Regions from separate parts of the Mus musculus genome. Here region 1 is linked to region 2. A link is a contact called in public HiCAR-type data. All regions are on one chromosome and are shown on one strand. Each heading gives the region's core, a stretch centred on a gene start, on an enhancer-like site or on the middle of the called end of the contact. The rest is flanking DNA. Distances are from core to core; before and after follow the strand shown. Region 1 has its middle 11 kb from the start of Gm39292. Region 2 has its middle 68 kb from the start of Fam76b.

Evidence for each region. HiCAR-type assays count read pairs that join an accessible place to other places.
Region 1: a HiCAR-type map of Th17 cells shows a contact between it and region 2, with 4 times the contacts expected there. The contact joins two enhancer-like sites. A contact is called at or near these places in 4 of 15 datasets of contacts at CTCF or cohesin (CD8 T cells, the NIH/3T3 cell line, large pre-B cells and 1 more), 7 of 484 Hi-C or Micro-C datasets (B cells, the C10 cell line, bone marrow-derived macrophages and 4 more) and 7 of 115 datasets of contacts at active chromatin or transcription factors (CD8 T cells, T-cell acute lymphoblastic leukemia, Th17 cells and 4 more).

Annotation. Positions count from the first base shown.
Region 1 is chr9:14,139,375-14,143,827 of GRCm38.p6, forward strand. No RefSeq gene overlaps it. Among named protein-coding and RNA genes, the nearest start is that of Gm39292, 11 kb to the right of the region's middle. Within about 2 kb of position 1,402, at least 8 of the 459 cell types and tissues checked have an H3K27ac peak or open chromatin away from gene starts, as enhancers often do. A contact at or near this core is called in Th17 cells and regulatory T cell precursor, where this site is marked.
Region 2 is chr9:13,893,031-13,897,654 of GRCm38.p6, forward strand. No RefSeq gene overlaps it. Among named protein-coding and RNA genes, the nearest start is that of Fam76b, 68 kb to the left of the region's middle. Within about 2 kb of position 1,666, at least 90 of the 459 cell types and tissues checked have an H3K27ac peak or open chromatin away from gene starts, as enhancers often do. A contact at or near this core is called in Th17 cells and regulatory T cell precursor, where this site is marked.

The DNA.
Region 1 (4,453 bases), core at 152-2,651, 250 kb after region 2:
GTGTGAGCTCCATGTAAGGACGTTGAGGACATAATCTTGCATAATCTTCGCTTTGATTTGAAGTCTGATTCTCCTGCTTAGTGCCTTTGCCTTGTTAATTGTGTTCCTTGTCAGCTGGTCACAAGATGCAGAGGGAGGATGCTAACCTTTACCCTGAGAAATCTCCTCATTCAGCAGTGATGGGTCAGTCGGCAACACCTTGATAGCTAGAGGGACAGTACCACCACAAAGGAAGAGGAATCGGTGGAACACCATAGCACTGGCTGCCACAGAGTGAAAGAAGCCTGATTTGGAAGAAACATGAAATTTCATGCTTTAAAAAAAAAATCATGACAAATTTTTACTAATCTGTAAAAAAAACCCCATGGTGAGATGTCGGCTGTTTCTCTTCAGCATGATGTCACTGGCATTGATTTTGCTTGCTGCTTCTTCCATGATTTTTACAGATGACATTTTTATATAAGATGCTTGCAGGCTGGAGGGAGCAGACCTCCCGGTTTTACTGGATGGTCCTGTCCATCCTGTTTCTCTCTCTTTCTGTTGTTTGGCACCCTAGAAAGTCTTCTTTGAGAAGTATCCTCCTCGAACTTCATAAACCACACCACTGTCCTCCTAGGTGTCTTCTCTAATTTTGGAAACAGAGTCCTTCAGTCATTTAAAGAGTCTGGATCCTGAACCTTAGTTCCAAATTGAGCCCCTATCAGAACTGCTGTGGGTCATTTTCCTCATTGGAATAGTGGCCTTCAGGAAATTTCCATTTGGTTCAAAGTGACCTCTAAGTGAGTTACCAGCCTTTCCTGAGGGTGAGGGCAGCAGCAGCAACTTCTTCCTCTGAGTAGGGTTTGGGCTAAGGCATGGGAAACGAGCTGAGGAGACTGTCCCACTGGAGTGCTGGCCAGAGATCTGAGATTCTGGAGGCTGTGCCCAACGATTTGGAGCAGTATAAGCGCTGTTTATTGTCTAGATCATGGCTTATCTAGCTAACTCTGTTATACAGCAAAAGGATAAGAGTGGATAGCCTGTACAGAGAGAGGTTTGAGAGAGGCTCTTGTCCCAGTTTTAACCCCAGGGAAGGTTTCTGGACCTCAGGGTCTGTCTTTAAGCCAGCAGCAAATGCCTGGGATCTCATATACCCCACCCCAAGCCCATGCCAACCTCCTGAGCAAGTCTCTGGGTCCCATTAGATGTACATGGAAAAAATTCTACGAACAAGGCAAACTGTGGCCTGGTGGCACCTAGTTTTTAGTAGGGAAATTCCAACTTTCTGGTTTCTGAAGAGACTCACTAAAGAAAAATTAGTCAAAATGCTAGCAAACCAGAGACTTTGTCAACCAACCTAGAACAGCACATGCCACTTTGGTGACTTGTAGGTGGTTTCCTTTGATGAAAGGAAGACTACAGTGTTTTTCTCTGGCTTAACAGGTTCATAATTTCTTTCCCAAATGTCAACCAAGTCACTGTAGTGGTAAGGAGCAACTCAGAAGCTCAAAAATGCCCTCTCTTTGAGGTTCAGGCCCCAGTGAATAGCACACATCACTGCACAAATCCTCTTCCCTGTCTCGGCTGTGCTGGGAGCTACCTCACCCTGCCCCTGTGCAGGCAGCTGCCTTCTGTGCTGTGCAAAAGCACTATGGACAAGCCTGTGCACATGCACTTTGAATTAGATCATGAACAGCTGGCCAACCATCCAGGTGGGTAGACTCAGAAGCAGGAGCTCCCAGCAGTGAGGTTGCCATCTCATATGGCTTGAGTGTGAAATGTATCCCACGGGCTCGTGTGTTTGAACATTTGGCAGCCCACTAGTACACTGTTTTAGAGGGAGAGGCCAATAGTAGGTTGTAGGTCACTGGGGCAGGCCTGAAGACTTCATAGCTCAGCCCCAGTTGTGGTTTAGTCTGCTTCATGTTCACCAGGATATGAAAGAGTAAGGAGACCCAACAGTGTGTTCCCAGTGCCGTGCAGACATTTCCTTGCCACCCTGATGGACTGCACCCCCTAGAACTGTAAGGCAAAATAAGTGCTCCCCCACACCCCTTTAAGTTGCTTTGTCAGGTAGTTGGCCCAGGAACAAGAAAATGTAAAATGTAACCAAAGCACAGATAGCAGTCTGCAGCCCCATTACAGCCCCTCAGCCAGAGGTACCCAGTTAGACCACAACCAGATATCAACCCCACAAAAACTGATACAGAAAAAAATGTGTGTTGTCTGACAGATATTGCTCAGAAGGTAATTTTTTATTTAGTGGATAATTAATATAGTAGTCAAGTAAGAATAGAGACAGATACCACGGTGAGTTTCGCATTCAGCCAAGCTTCCCTTGTAAACGAAGAATTGTCCACAGTAGGTTGTATCCCACTGGCTGCATCCCAAGAGTCACAGCATTCTAAAGCAGTTCCCATACAACCCAGCACTGTGCTACCTGAGTTCTAGATTAGGAAGTGCTTAGAGATTCTGTCCCTCTGTATTCAAGGAACTGTGTAGCAGTAGTTTGTTAACCTGCCCCATGCTCACAACAGATTGCACATGCACCCACCCAAGATCTAACTGGATTCAAGAATGAAACACACACACACACACACACACACACACACACACACACACACACACATACACCATTTAATTTTGATATGCCCCAGCTAGCTCAAAAGCTGGACACTTCTAATCTTTCCAGTATCTCGGACTTAACATCTTGAAAAAATCTATATTTCATCTCTGCTACCCCAGACCCAATTGGGGAAGTGGCCACTAGAGTCACTTAACCAGAATTCTTACATGGCTGGTAGTCCTCCACCCCTCCCATGGCAATTCTCCTTCTTCCTTTCTTCCTCCCTCTCCAAAGCTCAGGAATCCTAAAATTCCTGCCTCTGTCTGTCCTATCCAGCCATTAGCTGCTGGGATCTTTATTTACCAATTGGAGCCAACTGTGAGGAGAGTCTCTCAGTGTTTTAGGTACAGACACTTGTGTAGGCAGTTTTGCAGACCAAAGTTAACATTATAACACCAGCAGCATTAGGCCAAACCCACTTCAGAACTGAGACCTAAAGGAAGCAAATTATCAAAGATCACAGCTAATTAATAGCAGTCAGCTAATTACTACTAATGACTAGTTAGTTACTGAAAAGATTCCAAATGCTTGACCAAGGCTGTGTGACCCTTCCCAAGGCCCCATGTTCCTTCGAGAGATCCTATGAACATACAACTATATTTAGAAATCAAACACACATCTGGAGATGGGGGCTTCAAAATCCTGGCCTGGAGCTTTTTCCCTGCCTTAGACTACTTTGTTCTTCTTTCTTCTTCTTCTTCTTCTTCTTCTTCTTCTTCTTCTTCTTCTTCTTCTTCTTCTTCTTCTTCTTCTTCTTCTTCTTCTTCTCCTTCTCCTTCTCCTTCTCCTTCTCCTTCTCCTTCTCCTTCTCCTTCTCCTTCTCCTTCTCCTTCTCCTTCTCCTTTAAATGATTTATTTATTTATTTATTTTTATGTATGTGAGTACACTGTAGCTGTCTTCAGACACACTAGAAGAGAACATTAGATCCAATTACACATGGTTGTGTGCCACCATGTGGTTGCTGGGAATTGAACTCAGGACCTCTGGAAGATCAATCAGAGCTCTTAACCACTGAGCCATCTCTCCAGCCCCCAACTATTTATGTTCTTGGGTGAAAGATACACACAGTCTTTATATTTTAAATATAAAACATAACACCACTTATATCACGAATCAGGCATGCCTTCTCCACCTTTGAACTTCTCCATCTCTACCTCAGATTCACTGAGCTCTTTACAGCAAAGGATGGGTTGACAGAGGCCACGCAGCTCTACCTGGACATGATGCAAGTCAGTTCCACTTTTACACCATTGGCCATAAGTGGCTGCATAAATAAAGTTGACTACAGGTTATATTGGACAGGGCAGTGTCTCTCCAGCTGTAACAAAATACTTGACGAACGAATGCAAGTAAAAAGGAAGAGGAGTTGTTCTGGTTCTTGGTTTCAGTCCACAATAGCATTTGGCTCTGTTGACTTAGGTCCTGTGTAAGGTGGAGAAAGCTTGTGGAAGAACTTACTCATCTCTGAGTGGCGACTAAGCAGAAGGAGCAGGGAAGAGGCTGAGGCCAGGTATAGCGTTCATTTGAAAACATTGCCCATGCACTCACTTCCCTCCCTAAGCTCTCCCTCTGATGCTTTCTACCTTAAAAGGGGATCAAGCCTCGCAAGCATGAGGCTCCCAAGGACACATTCACTATTCATATTTTCACACTCATATTTCTTATTCAAACTGTAACAATAGAATGTCTTCCAGTGATTTCAGGAGCAATTGAAGCCCAGAACACCCTAGTCTGTCACCTGCAATGGACCTCACACAACAACTGCTGCCAGTTTCTCAACTGATGTCTGCACCCAATTCTTATCTCTTCATGCTAGAACTGTTTTGCTGAAGATATGACAGGTCATC
Region 2 (4,624 bases), core at 416-2,915:
ACTGGTGTGAAGGAAGGGGTATGTCTCTGGAGGATTCTGCAGCATTTGGTGAGCACTGAGAAGGTGCTCCGAGCACTTTCTGATGGAGCTATTGAAAAGTCAGCGTTACAAGGCTGCACCCCTTTCTCTAGTAATGAAAATAAACGCAGCCCTGGCACACAGGCTGTAATCTGGAAATGGGTTTCAGAAATCCACTCTACTGAGTAAATGGGCTATTACAGCCCATCATTATGGAGGCCAGGAATGTACATAGACTAGAGAGAGGCGGGAGTGGAGCAAGAGGAGAGGGGAGTTAACCATTTCAAGATGTGATAGACTAGAAAGTTTAGCCTCTAAGTTTTCATCTGCCTAATGTTCTTATTGACAGCTAAAAAAAATCTCAAAAACTGTGAGGGATTGAGCTTCCCCCCCCCCCCACATATAAGTGAATATATTAGCTGGGTAGTTTCTTAGATGCTTTTCACAGAACATACAAAACTCTTTGGGGTAAAACAAAGGATGTTATTACTCAGAGTACTCGAAATAGGTGGAATATCAGAATAATAATATGAGGAAAGAGAGAGGGGGAGAGAGAGGGAGGGAGGGGAGGAGAAGAAGGAGAGAGAGGGGGAGGGAGGGAGGGAGGGAGGGAGAGAGAGAGAGGAGGGAGAGGGAGGGGGAGGGGGAGAGGGAGAGAGGGAGAGGGAGAGGAAAGGGGGAAGAGTGGGGAGAGGGAGGAGAGGATGGAGAGGGGAGAGAGAGAGAGAGAGGAGAGAGAGAGAGAAAGAGAGAGAGAGAGTTTACTAAGCTGGAATAGCAGCAGTGTAGACTGTGAAGAGGTATGGGCAACATCTGCACGTGGAGTAGATTATTTAACAGGAGGGGGTCTTGAGCATTATGAACCTTAACCCATTGTGATGGGTAGTGAGCACTTCTTTCCTTTACAGGTTCAGGGTACCCTTTCTTTGGAAAGACAGCTCAACAAAGGTCAGTGTTTGTACTAACAAGGGTTAGGGTTAGGATTGAGGTTAGGGTTAGGATTAGTGCATCTTTTGGAAAACTGTCCTCAACAGAGAGCTCATAGATGTCTGTGGTATCTATGCCTATTGAGGCTCCTCCATCTGAACTGCCACATACTATATCTCACCACCTCCCATTTCTGCTTTCACCCCAGGCTTGGAATTAGGCATGGCATCTTTATTTTCATGCAGTAGGACCCTTGAGGAACGAATGCCATGCTCTTTGCAATTGTGAAGTTAACAGAGTAATCCGGGAAAGGGAAATAACTGGCCTGAGAGCGAGGGAAGGCAGTGAGCCTGGCTGCCCCAGCTATGGGAAGGAGAAAATCACTAGGTGCAGGGAGAGGCAGCATGTGGGGTGCAACAGGCAAATCAATGAGGGACCACAGGCTTGCTCTGCAACTCCTCTAATAAAGGTGATGTATTGTGATAGACAGTTAACTGACAGGTTGACACCCACTGTTGGTGACAAGCAGGTTGACAGTAGAAAGCCAACGAGAAAGAAACGAAAGGGGGAGAGATAGGAGGCATCCCACATGGTTTAAGTGTAACTGCGTTTGTTATTTTTTCTCTTGAATATTTTTAATCCATCACTCCAAGCGCGTCAGGGACAGCTCTCTGTGTCGACTTACAAGAAATGAAAGTGTGAGTCACAGGATGCTGGTAAGGCTAAGGCTCTGGAGGAAGCTGCCAGAGAGAAAAGAAACCAAGCTTGCACACACAGAGGTAGCTGCAAAGATAAAGATCCTTGCTTTAGGAAAGTCCCTCGAATGTAGTGAAACAAAACATGTTATGTAAAGGTTGAATGTGAAGATTCTGTCTACATTTTACAGAGAAACTTAATCCCGCTTGTTCTTAGGTGAGGTTGGAAACTCTACGGGCACCAGCACAGGAGAAGGGGACCCTCACTCATCCCGGTAGACACAGGAGGTAGTGTCTTCGAGCCTATTCTTCATGGAGCTTTTTAATTTCCTCAGCATCCACACAGGGCTTGACCAACTCTTGCTAACAGCACAGTAGACAGAAGGATGAAAGTGAATGATATGCCCTGAACTTGATCAGTCTGTCCCGATGTACAGTGACGTTCCATTCAGTTGACAGAGCTGAACGAGTCCTTCATGAAACCCAGGAACCCAGCGACTGGGGAAAATAAAAGTATTTGTGTTTAGGCATGTACTGCTCACACAGGGATGGTGGGGACACCTGCTTTGAATCTTTCATGCGGTAGGACTTTGTCCTACATGGGAAAGGAAGTTTGCTGAAGACACTGCCCCACAAGTCCTTTTATGGGGGGTTTGTACTCTGCTATGTTTAATTAGCAGCTAAATTTCATTATAGAACACTGTGGACTTTTCTCAGGGATTTAGATGTGAGATCCAGCATTCCTGAAGGTCAGCCGCATGATCCTGTGGATGTTCCAGAATCTGTGAATATGATAAGGTTGGATCACAGATTAATTAATAACTGTAGATTGTAAGTCACATCCCAGTCTACTCTTCTTTCCCAAGGAAAGGATGACTCAAGTTAGCACTAATCAAAAAAAAAAAAAAAAAAAAAAAAAGAATTCTAGGTAATTTTCTTTTTATCTCAAACTCCCAGTATCCTCTGGTCCCCGCTGCTCTGATTTGGACAGCATCCTTCCCTCTTCGTGGTTTCTCCGTATGGCGTATGAACATGACCATTAACCTCACACAGATATGGTTCAGTAACTACTGCCCTACTGTCTTCTCTGAGGACTGGCCTTGTAAATGTCAGCTGTCTCAGCCTGGAGCCCTCTCAGGTTCAGGATCTGTTACTGTGAATTGTGCCTGTTCAGCTGGCAAGCATAAACAGATGCTGAATAGTCCTTTGCGTTTGCTTGAAGACAAAGCCAATGATGACAGTGAAGGCCTTCTGCAACAGCTTATTACAAGTAAGAGAAGCAGGAAATTTATTCTGCAGGTCCCCTCCTTCCAAAAGGGCTTCTCTTATGCATTTAACGCCAGAGAAGCAGAGGAGGGAACCGCATCCTTTGTGATGTGCAGAGAACATTTCTACTTATGTATTCCATCATTGTGTGAAATCCAGCATGCCTTAAGCCGTACTCTCCATTTCCCCCATCACAGCAGCGCTTCTGATTAGTGTTCCTATTTCAGATTTATTCCCACAAGCTTCCAAAGCACAAAACCCCTGAGTCATTCCTCGCTCCTGCCTCCTCCACACACCCATATCCAATCACTAATCAAGTCCTGTTGTTTCTGCCTTCAGAATAATTTTCATATCTTCCTTTTTCCGTTGCCATGGATACCATCGAATCTCCCCTTTTGCTTCATGCCTGGACAACCGTGGTAACTTCTGGAGTCTCTTGACTCCACTCCAGCCCTTCCACAGCTGCTGCAGGACTGACTGCTCTTGCTATGCCAACCCCTGCTCAGGGACCTTCAGTAGCTAGCTCCCTTCTGTTCTTCAAGTCCAAAGTCTTTAACTCCCATGGCCTTGTGGAGCTGACCATATTCAAAAGCTCTCTGTTCATTTACACGAAGTTTTTTGTGTGAAATTTAGGAGGGGCCTCCGAGCTAGGATGCCTTTGGGGTGCCTTCACGAGTAGCTTGCACTGCCAGAATGCAGAGGCTGTAGAGAACAGGGAAGGGCTGTCTCCCGCCCCCAACCACTTAGAGCTAAGGTAGCGTATTGCAGTCGACCTGCTCAAAATGGCCACTCTGAAACTCTATTTTTTTTTCTTTTGGTGTGTGTGCATGCATGTATTCACATATGTGCACATGCAGACATGGGTGCATGCTTATGTGCATGCAGGTGTGGAGGCCAGAGGTCATTGTGGGTATCTCCTCAATCACCCTCGACCACAGTTTTAAGACAGGGTGTCTTCTGAACCTAGGCTGATTATGCTAAACTGACTGACTAGTCCGTGGGCCCCAGGGATCCTCCTGACTCCATCGCCCGAGCTCTGGGATCTCAGGTGTGCACTGCCAGGTCCTTTTATGTTCATATAGGGTGGGAAGGAGGTGCTCATGGCTTTTCCGGAGCAGTCTGTACCTTCTTTTACCCATAGCCTTTGACTCAGGTGGCTTTTAAAAAACTTTCTGAAATATACCCTAACTTCCTTGTGACTGGATGATTCCTGTTTGCTCCTCAAAATTCATGAATATTAATTCTGTGGGAAGTCCTTGACCCCGCAGCTGGGAATACTCTATGTTTGATGTGCTCTTACCACTGCACAGTTTAATTTCTCAGCCTTGACTTGAGGACCTATGGTTAGCCACTCTGCACAAAGACTACGCATGCTCTTTTCAATATTTTTTAAACATTAATTTTGTCCCACTTTGGACTTTCTGCCAATTCTAGAAAACAGTACACACGTATCATCAATGTAACTGTCCTTTAGATAAATCACTAGTCATTCTAAATACCCTCTCATCTCAAGAGTGATAGGATCTGCCTTCGGAAACGCTTGAGTACACAGGAGTGTCCTGGCCATGCCGAGGAGGTAAACGGCTTGCATGTTGTCCTCTGTGTGCTTGCGTGCTCTGGCTACATCTTCTGTGCTTGCATCATCTGCTACTGCTTGCCAAGTGGTCTCTGTTTACATGTAATTGAACATCTATCTGGCTTTTGGAACAAGGGTGCCT